2 separate regions of the Mus musculus genome follow, and region 1 is linked to region 2. Evidence: chromatin contacts called from public promoter capture Hi-C data. All regions are on one chromosome and are shown on one strand. Each heading gives the region's core, a stretch centred on a gene start, on an enhancer-like site or on the middle of the called end of the contact. The rest is flanking DNA. Distances are from core to core; before and after follow the strand shown.

Evidence for each region. Promoter capture Hi-C pulls out the DNA fragments that hold promoters and counts their contacts.
Region 1: a promoter capture Hi-C map of cranial neural crest shows a contact between it and region 2. The contact joins the enhancer-like site here to the promoter of Ephb3 in region 2. A contact is called at or near these places in 9 of 39 promoter capture datasets (cranial neural crest, embryonic stem cells, frontonasal cranial neural crest and 5 more), 1 of 15 datasets of contacts at CTCF or cohesin (embryonic stem cells), 2 of 484 Hi-C or Micro-C datasets (bone marrow-derived macrophages and cerebral cortex), 24 of 115 datasets of contacts at active chromatin or transcription factors (bone marrow-derived macrophages, craniofacial prominence, embryonic basal ganglia and 12 more) and 3 of 9 other capture datasets (adipose tissue, embryonic stem cells and liver).

The regions. Positions count from the first base shown.
Region 1 is chr16:21,439,358-21,444,363 of GRCm38.p6, forward strand. It overlaps Vps8 (VPS8 CORVET complex subunit), which reads left to right. Exons shown (of 47, transcript NM_001285893.1): 4 at 2,977-3,107; 5 at 4,732-4,825. Among named protein-coding and RNA genes, the nearest start is that of Vps8, 19 kb to the left of the region's middle. Within about 2 kb of position 1,859, at least 13 of the 459 cell types and tissues checked have an H3K27ac peak or open chromatin away from gene starts, as enhancers often do.
Region 2 is chr16:21,202,951-21,207,453 of GRCm38.p6, forward strand. Ephb3 (Eph receptor B3) reads left to right here and starts at 1,845. Exons shown (of 16, transcript NM_010143.1): 1 at 1,845-2,313. The coding sequence starts at 2,220.

The DNA.
Region 1 (5,006 bases), core at 609-3,108, 240 kb after region 2:
CCCTCTTTGGTCTTTTATACTTAATGAAAGGTGCATAGTGATTTTAATTTTAATATCTCTGAAGATTGATGACATTGGATGCCTCGAAGTGGGTTTTGGCCGTTTGAATATCTCGTGGAAAACTTTTTTTCTAAAAGTGATTTGTGGGTGTCTTTGTATCACATGTAACCCACAACGCTTGCCTTCTTTCACTCTACTGCTTTTTACACCACTATTGTTTCCATTTGATACTCAGGAACTATATTATCAGAGTTCAGCTTTCTAACCTTTCCCATTGTGACTCCCATTGTTTGTTTCCTGTGTTTCAGAAAATCTAGCCATTCTGAGGCCATGATGATATTGTCTTGTTTGTTCCAAAATCTGTATTGCTTTCCCTTTTACATTTGGCTCTGTGATTCATCTGGACTTTTTTCTGTGTGTATCAATATGAGGTATGATCTGATACCATTTGCTGGAGAGAATATTCTTGGTTGTGATGTCACCTTTGCTATAGCTCAGAGGATCATTTATTTGAGAGTTGATTTAATTCCTCTGTCTGACTGCTCCAGTGTCACATTCTAAGATTGGAACTTTAGATCTTAAGTCTGGCAGTGTAGCTTAGTGGTAGAACATGTGCCTAGCATGTGAGGCCTTGGATTCATCACACACATACATACAGACACACAGACTCAGATGACACACACACACACACACACACACACACACACACACACATATATATATACACACACCCATAGACTTAGACGACATACAGACAAACACAGAGACGCACATACATGTATATGCACACAGACATAGACATATACATAGATGCACACACAAATACTCAGGTACACACACATATAAACAGACACACACACAGACATGTACACAGACAAACAGACATACACACAGGTAAACACATACACAGACACATACTAAGAAGGCAAGGAGGAAAGACAGGGAAGAGAGGAGCAGAGGAGCAGTCGTCAGGAGTTCAAGGTCCTTCTTAGCTGCTTAAGGGAGCTCAAGGTTAGCCTAGGCTACGTGATACCCGTCTCAAATAAAAAAAAAAAAGTCAGTAATATGGGCCTCGAGAGTTGGTTCAGTCGTTCTGAACACGTGTTGCTCTGCAGAGGACCCAGATTTGGTTACCAGCACCCACATCGTGGCTCACAATTGTCTGTAACTCCAGTTGCCAGGCATCTGATGCTGCGTTCTTTTCTCTGTAGATAATGCATGCACTTGCACAGATCTGCAGATAAAATACTCAGACAAGGGCGCGCTCGCACACACACACACACACACACACACACACACACACACACCATGCTCATAAATCTAAATAAACCACATATCAGTAAATAAACAAAACAAACGTAGGCCTTGATAGCCAGTGGTTGGCGTGTCCCAGCTCTCTTGCCATTGAGAGCGACGTCTAAGTTTTTTATTTTCACCATGCAAGGTTCAGGGCTTCCATCGAGTACACTGTTCAACTTAATAAGAGTGTCTGGGTTTTACACAGTTTGGGGAAAGTCGACATCTCTACTGTGTAGCATTGGCTTCCTCAATCCTTTTATTTCCTTCTCCATTTCTTTCAGTAAGCCTGGCTTTTCTCAGGTGATCTGTTTTATTTAATTATGCGTCCAGGCTACTTAAGAAAATCAAACCAGGCTTTGATTGACTCTCCTGCTTGTGACCTTTACCCTGTAGTTCTTATTTCCAAATCATTTCCTTTTCCTACAGCAATTGTGGCAGTCTCTCTCAGCTCTCAAGTAACTGTCTCCTTGCCAAGTACAAACTCAGTCTTAGCAGACATATGTGTGGTGGAGAATTCTGGAATGTAGTGAAATTATAGACTCCTTTATGTTGATGTTGAAGATAGAGTTCAGAGCCATAACCACATGGCACTTAGCTGTGGTTGTGAAGAAGCTTGCTTAAGTAGGGAGTGTCTGAGTAGCAGGAGAAGGGGGCTACAAATATTCCTGGGGATTAGCAGTTTAGTGGTGAGCTGAGGAGAAGCTAGGAAACATGACCTGAGAGTCCAGGAAGAGGCACATCTGTGGGGAACCAAGGAGAGAGTTTCCAGTAGGGAATGGCCAGTAGAGAGTGCGGCATGGAGGCCGCTGACTAAGGGTGGGCAGCGGCTAGGACCTCGGACTCTCTGCTGGTCAGCTCTGCTGGTCTACCTGGTCTTTAACACTCCCCCTGCCATAGCTTCTCCCTGTCCCCTTCATTCAGCATGTGACCCCATTTATCTTTCTAAAACAGGGTTCCCATCTCGTCTCTGCTCCTTAAAAGTCTTGCTAGACTTCTCACCACCCAGTGTAGATGCCACTCTAGTGAATAATACATGGGTACTGTACATGCCTCGCCTCGTAATAGCTACTGCAGATACAGTGGCAGACAAGGCAGACATAGGCCCTCCAACATGATGGAAAACAACACCTTTTATAGCCTGGACCCCAGCTCCTCTGTCTGACCTTCTTCAGTTTCTGCTCATATATTCCAGTCACTTACGGCAACTTACTTCGCCCCCGTAAAACCCATGCTATGAGATCAAGGTTTCTGTGCATGTGTGTCCCATCCAGAATGCCTTTCTTTCTGTATACCTGTCATGTTTTCATGGCAGACATTTGCAGCCAAGTGACATTTGCTTTCTTCTAATTAGCCAGTGCTTGTTAGTCTCAGTAAAGCATCCCACAGCCTGGAGTTATAAAGGTATTTGCAGCTAACAGTGGTCTGCACGGCTGCTCTGCTGCTTCTGCTGTAAGAGAACTCTTTGGAGTTCATGAACTCTTTAGAGAGTGATCTCTGTGTGGACTCATTCTGGGAGTCCTGCGCCATGCCTCTCTGAATGAGGATGCATACACAGGAAGGGGAGGGAAGAGCAGAAGCAGGCCCTTGGGTGCTGTGGGGAGGCCAGCAGTGCCCGGCTCCCTTTGGTGCAGAGGACTTACAGTCTTAAGTTTATGGCTGTATCTTCTTTTAATGTAGACGGACGATGAAGATGAGTCTTTCGTTCTGGAGGACCCTACCTTGTTAAACGTTGACACCATCGACTCTCACTCTTACGATACCTCATCTGTGGCGAGCTCAGACAGCGGCGACAGGGCCAACCTAAAGAGGTGAGTATTCTTGTAAATCATACTTAACGCATGGCTAAAGTATGGTTACTTACAGTCACTAGCTTTATGGTACAGTCTAATATGACTTTTAAAGCCAGCGTCTTCATGATGCAGTATAGTTTCATTATTTAAAGTAACTGTCTTCATGCTACAGTGTAATTAATCAGCTGTTGGAGGGGGCATAGCCTAGTTGGGGCACACTCTTCAGAGCTTGGCTGCCTGGCAGACCATGTTCGCTGAACTCCCCCACATCCACTCTCCAAGGTCAGCTCCAGAATTCTTCATTTCCTTGGAGCAGTTTCAGAGGAGACTCTCAGAGATGATTAAAAGTCAGGGGAAAAGGCTTCGAACTCTAAATAACTTCAGTTTGGGCTGTTTTCACGTTCCAGATTCTTGTGAGAACCTGAAGTGTTCTTTCGTGAGAGGCGTGGAGGAAGCGCAGCGTGACCCGCTTTATTGAATCCACGTGTGGCTGGACTGCTGCCCACGTGCTCGGCGCTCCTCCTCGTAGATTCCTCTTGTGTCAGGGCTGTATTCCTGAGGCTGCCATCTTGGACAGGGATCCTTGTAGGGGTGCCCACCTCCTCATTATAGCTTAGTGCTTTGCGAACAGACTGATGTCTTTGATGGCCTGAATTCCCTGTTTAAAAGCCATGGTGTTCTCTTCTGACCTTTTGATATTGTCACAGGTTCTCACTTTGAGAACCATGCAACTTAGGTGAAAAAAAGGTCACACCCACATAATCTCGTCAGGGCTTGAACAGCCTCCTGATTTTGTGTGAACTGTGTTGGTGGTGCTCCTGGGCAGGAGTTGGACGTGACTGGAACTTGATAGCCAGAAGTCCTGGGTGGTATCAGTCCTGGCACCGTTAGCACTTGGAGCCTGTCTATGCCTGTTTGTGGTCGTTTCCCCACACTGTGTCCTGACATCCTCATCCATCTGGGACTGGACAGCTCTTTCCTGGTAGCTGTGCCTCATAGCTTCCAATAAGCAGGATACATTCTCCATTTGCATGGCATTCACAGTTCTGTGCTCTCGTCTTTATGAGCTGTCTATCAGCTCCTGCTAGGCTAAGGGATCCTAGTAGGGCGGCCTCTGACTTCTCATTCTTGGATCAGCAGAGCACACTTTTACTCTGAATGGGAACACCCCATTAATGTGTGGTAAAAGTTTAAGGATCCCTTTAGGATGGCGGAGGGAAAGGAGCCATAAGCAGGAGCAACAGAGCGAGTGACAAGTGTGGGTGAGGGCGTTGGGAAGGTGTTCCAAGTTGTCACAGTTAGGGGGAGGAAGGAGGACAGAGGCCCTGAGGCAAGCAGGTGATGCAGACTCAGCAGCAGGAGGACTGCCTGATTCTGTCAGGTGGGCAGTGGGAGACCAATGTTAGTTCACTCTCTTTCTTGCCTGAGCCTCAAGGTGGGTCAGAGCACACCGGAATGCCGTTCTTTTAGGCTTTTATACATCTTTTAATATCAGTTAACAGTAATAACTACATAATGATTAATAATTAATCACAGCAACACAGTGTTCCTTTCTACTTTTTAAATGTATTTTCTTCTTTCAGAGCTGTGGGACCCTGCCTTTTCAGCCCTTCGATCTGTTAAATGTTTCTCTCTATCTTAGGAAGAAGAAGTTGCCGGACTCTTTCTCGCTGCATGGGTCGGTTATGCGACATTCACTTCTAAAGGGGATATCTGCACAGATCGTGTCCGCAGCCGTGAGTGTCCGTTCTTCCCACAGCCTGACCTGTGGGGGTGCAGTAGGATGAGCACTGACCAGGCTCTGCTCTTCTCCTGCCTCGAAGTTTAGGAAGAATACATACAGTGTTTGGCTTGTATGGCTTTTCTGATTACTTTTGACTTGTAAGACATGGCCATACATCTTGATAGAGGAATTAG
Region 2 (4,503 bases), core at 595-3,094:
CCTTAGGCTCTGGACCCATGACCTTACCCCACCCTGCTTTGGTTTGTCTGAACTGGAGTCTTAAGGGTGCTTCCTGATCAGAGGGACAAGTCAGTCTGTCTATCGTGTTTCTGAGCCCATCTCTAACTCAACTCTCCTTCTTTGGCCCAGAAACCATGGGGGGAGGTACGGAAGGCTCTGAGGGACCATGGAGTGATGGTCACCCCTTAGGCCCATGAGAGGATGCATGGTGGTCACGACTTTAGAATTCAGTACACATCAGAACCACCTACTTGTTAGAATACAGAATCCTGAGCTCCACATTGCAGATACTCTGAATCCTAGCATGTGAGGTGGGAAGGGACAGCTTGAGGTTCTGAACACATGCTAAGGTGCTCCTTAGTTCTTTAATAAAGCAGAGTGTCTGTAACTACACTGTCCTGGGTTCAGCTCCTGTAACTTGGGGCAAGCTGCCAAGCCTTTGTACACGCCAGTTTGTCTATGTATTTTCTTTTACTTTCTTTCTTCAGTTTTGTCTGTAAAATGAGGCTATAATAACACCTACCCTGAATAAGTGTGAGGTATTGTTTCAGGGTGTTTATTACACCTTGTAAATGTTCTAAAAGTGAACCGGCAGAAGTCCATCACAGTAACCTAGAGGCTCTCTTTGATGTTTCCGACCCCGGCACCTCTCTCATTCACCTAGGCACAAATACACTTCAAACTTAACTTGTTGGCTCTTCCTTCTAGTCATGGTCTAAGCCACCACCCTCCCTTCCACTACATGGCCCCTTCACTAGCCCCCAGGATTCCACCACTGTCTCTGCCTGTCATCCTCCCAGGACAGACATGCCAATCTGATAATGTAATGTCCCCCTGTTTCAAGAGAAAGGCTACATTGTGAGTCCAAAATCGTATCCTCCGGGCCCCTCCTCATCTACTTCTCCTCAGCCGGTTCACCCTCTCTCCGCTCTAACTCTGCACTCAAGCGATTCTGAACTTTATTCTGAACATTTTTTTTCTTCGATTCTAGGTCTTAACACAAAAGTGTATGTTCTCTGCCCGGAGCACTGCCTCCCATCCTCAATACACTATTACTCATCCATCTTGTATACTGTCACTTAGATCCCGTTTCCTTAGACCTAACATTGTGCTTCGAAAAGGTAGGTTCTTTCCCGGCAGGAATGCTTGTTAGCCCCGCTGTGAGTTTTAAACCCACCTCCACCAGTTAACACATGGCTCCGGGATAATAAACGCTTCTCTGCTCTAGCCACTTTGAAACATTGTGGGTGCCCAAAAAATATTTTCTAATAAATTATCACAATCGAATAGACGAATAAATAAACCCTTGAGCGTCCCTTGAAGCGGGCTCTGCCGGGGTGGGTAATTCCCACGCCCCACATTCCTTTCCCTACTCGCTAAGGCCTGTCCTGGGTCTGGATGTGCTTGGAAGAAAAAAAGCCTCTTGACAGAATCCCATGGGTCTGCTAACCACAGGGGGGCGCCCCCAGCTCGTTCTATCTGGTTATCACCGTCTAGGACTGGAGCTGGTTACTAATCGCCAATAGGAGAGAGGGGCGGGGTTACCCGATTGACTGACAGTGTGGCTCCGCCCAGTCTAATTCATCTTTTCAATGGCTCCTCCTGCTGCAAGCCCCAGGACGCCGAGGGTGGGCTCGGTGGAAGAGCGGCCAACTGAACTCCAGCAGAGTGCTCTCGCAGCAGAACCAGCTGGCTGGGCGGTCTGTGAGTGGGCGGCCGGCCTCTGGGGGCGTGGCCTGAGTGTTGACGGGCAGGCAGGTAGCCCTGCCCCTCTCGCCCAGAGCGGCCGCTCCACCGCGAGGACCAGCAGAAGTGAGTACGTGAGCGGCGCAGCCAGATACCGGCTCCTACCCCGGACGGCGAGCGCACAAGGATCCCGGGATCTGAGCTCGGCCTCAGTGGACTGTGCCCCGAGAACCTGCGACCACCTGCGCCCTCCGCTTCCCGAGTCATTGGGCATCAAGCCACCCAGCGCCCCGGATCCTCCTGGACCGGTCCGTCCAGATTCCCGCGGGAACGACCTGCCGGCATCTACCCGGAGTCCCGGGTTGGGCGACACCTCGGTTACAGAGCAGCCCGTCTGCTTTGCTCCCCCTCCCTGACGGGATCTCTTGGACTGTGCGCGAGCCTTCTTCCTCGGGCGTCCCCAGCCCCGCCGGCGCGGCCCGGCTCGGCCCCCCAACCGAGCGCCCCGGGCTATGGCCGGAGCCCGCCCGCCGCCGGGGCTTCTGCCGCTGCTCGCTCCGCTGCTGCTGCCGCTGCTGCTTCCCGCCGGCTGCTGGGCGCTGGAAGGTGAGCGGCGTCGGGGTCCCGCGCGCTACCGGGGAGCCCCGCAGTGTGGGGCCGTGGGCTGAGCACACGTCCAAGGAGACTCTAGGCTCGAGCCGGCTCCGCAGCCCTCTTTGGGGAAACTGCTAGCATCAGGACTCAGCACCGACTCCCGAAAGCAGCAGTTCGGCCGTGGGTTGTTTTTTGTTTTTCGGGTTTTTTTTTTTTTCTTCTTTCCATTTGGAAGGGATAGCCTACAGTCAAAGCAGAGGAACGAGACCCTCGGGGGTTCGCACCTCTGGAAGGCGAGGAAATGTGGGCGACTCAGCATCAAGGCGGGGGGGCTGCGGGACTGGGCGCTTGGGCGGGTGAAGCGAAGCTCCTCGGGTTGGGGGCTGCACTGGTTGGGAACCCGTTGTAGTTAACAGTAAGCGTGATTGTGTGCACCCCGCTTTGTCAGGGGATGGCTGCGGGGGTGGAGAGGCAGGGGGGCCTGTCATTGTTTATGGTTTTTCAAGTGCCAGCAACACAAGAGGTGTGTGTGTGTCTGTTGTAAACCTTCTCGGACCCACCCCACCCCCACCTCCAGCAGGACCTTTGGAGGGCTTAGGTTTCCATTGAACCCTCACCAACAGGGATTTACCCGGGGAGCACCTGAGCCGAGTGGCTACTAGTCATCAGCGGCGGGAAAAGGTCAGCCTTGTCTGTGGGCTCAGTGAAACCTACTAAGACTGCTACTGGGAAGAAATTGAACTTGGACAAACAAACAGCCCGAGTGTGGCTGGCCCAGACAAGAGAGCTCACACTTACGCCACTTGACATGAACCCACAGGGAACACCGGCACAGGTCACTAACACAGTCTAGAGGCACATACAGTCCCCTGGTGTTACAAAAATTGTAAACCTATTCAGTCAGGGGTGAAACTCAATGTTGAGGGAGGGCAGCAAAGAATTTGAGGGAAAATTGCAATGCAGGCAGTACTTAATTTTTGGTGTATTGGTTAGATGCACTTTTTTAGTTGAGGAACAAAATACGATCCCTATGCAGTTGGTTTCCTTTCCATAAATTCACAGTGTAAACTTAAAGGTTAGGAAGAAAAAACAAAATCTCTGAAACAGTTCAGAGAGGCTTCTGGCCTTTGGAATTTTGGTGCCACTGTGCTGAGGGATTTATTCACATGGGTGGACACATGCAAATTTAGACAGACACACAGAGGTTGCACCCACACTTACACACACTCACCCACTCACCCACATGTGTGTGATAGGATCTCAGGCGTGAGAAACCAGCATAGGGCTTTGTTGTTGATTGCCTGAAGGGTGTGAGCCAGGGAGCCTATTGAGTTCCCAGGTCTGGGACTATCTTAGCGCAGGAGAGGCAACATTGGTGCATGCACTCTGAAACATACACTTAAACTGTGTGTCACCTGTGTGTATCAGGTCCCGTGGCCCCTTTTGTGGGGTGCGGTAGGTAGTGGTAGGTGGTAGAGCCGAGAATGGAGTGGTGGTGGAGGTGTGTGGTTTGGGGGAGATGAGCTAGGGGTACCTGAGGGGGGTCTTCCCTTCCTCCTTTTCATCCTTCACCATCCTCAGACCCTTTGAGGCAGGCTCTAGCTAGTAGTGTCTGGCCAAGGAGCTGATGGTGACTGAGAGGCCCTTGTGATCAACTATGAATGGGAGTCAGAACTAGTGCCAGACTGAGGGAGGCTAAGCCAGTGAGGATGTCTCTGGAAAATAGCGGGGCCTACAAATGTGGATTTTATCATTGCCTTCCTTCCTTAAAGAAACATAGGTGCTGAGCAGAGCAGGTCCTTAGACCTACCATCTTTCCACTCCTCTGCTCTGACATGGAAATAGTATGGATTGAATTGCTACTATGTGTAAAGGACTTAGCACAGTTGTTGCTATTCAAGGATTAGCTGTTGTTGTTACCATTATCACCCTAGAGTCTGCTCTTTGGGGAGCAATAAGAAGTGTCCTTATCCTGCTGGAGGGGCTGAACGGAAGGAGGAGAGGCTGGACTGGAAAGTTGGGGTTTATCTCCCTGCTGCTCCAAAGAGGAAAGAGATAGAGAGCAGGGCCCTGCCTAAATCCCAGCTGTCTTTCTGGAAGTCTGTGATGGAGACTGTGTCCCAAGAGCATGGCGCTTTGGTTCCTTAGTATTGATGGTCTGTCACCAACTCACACACTTTTCAAGTGATTTGCCCTGGATTT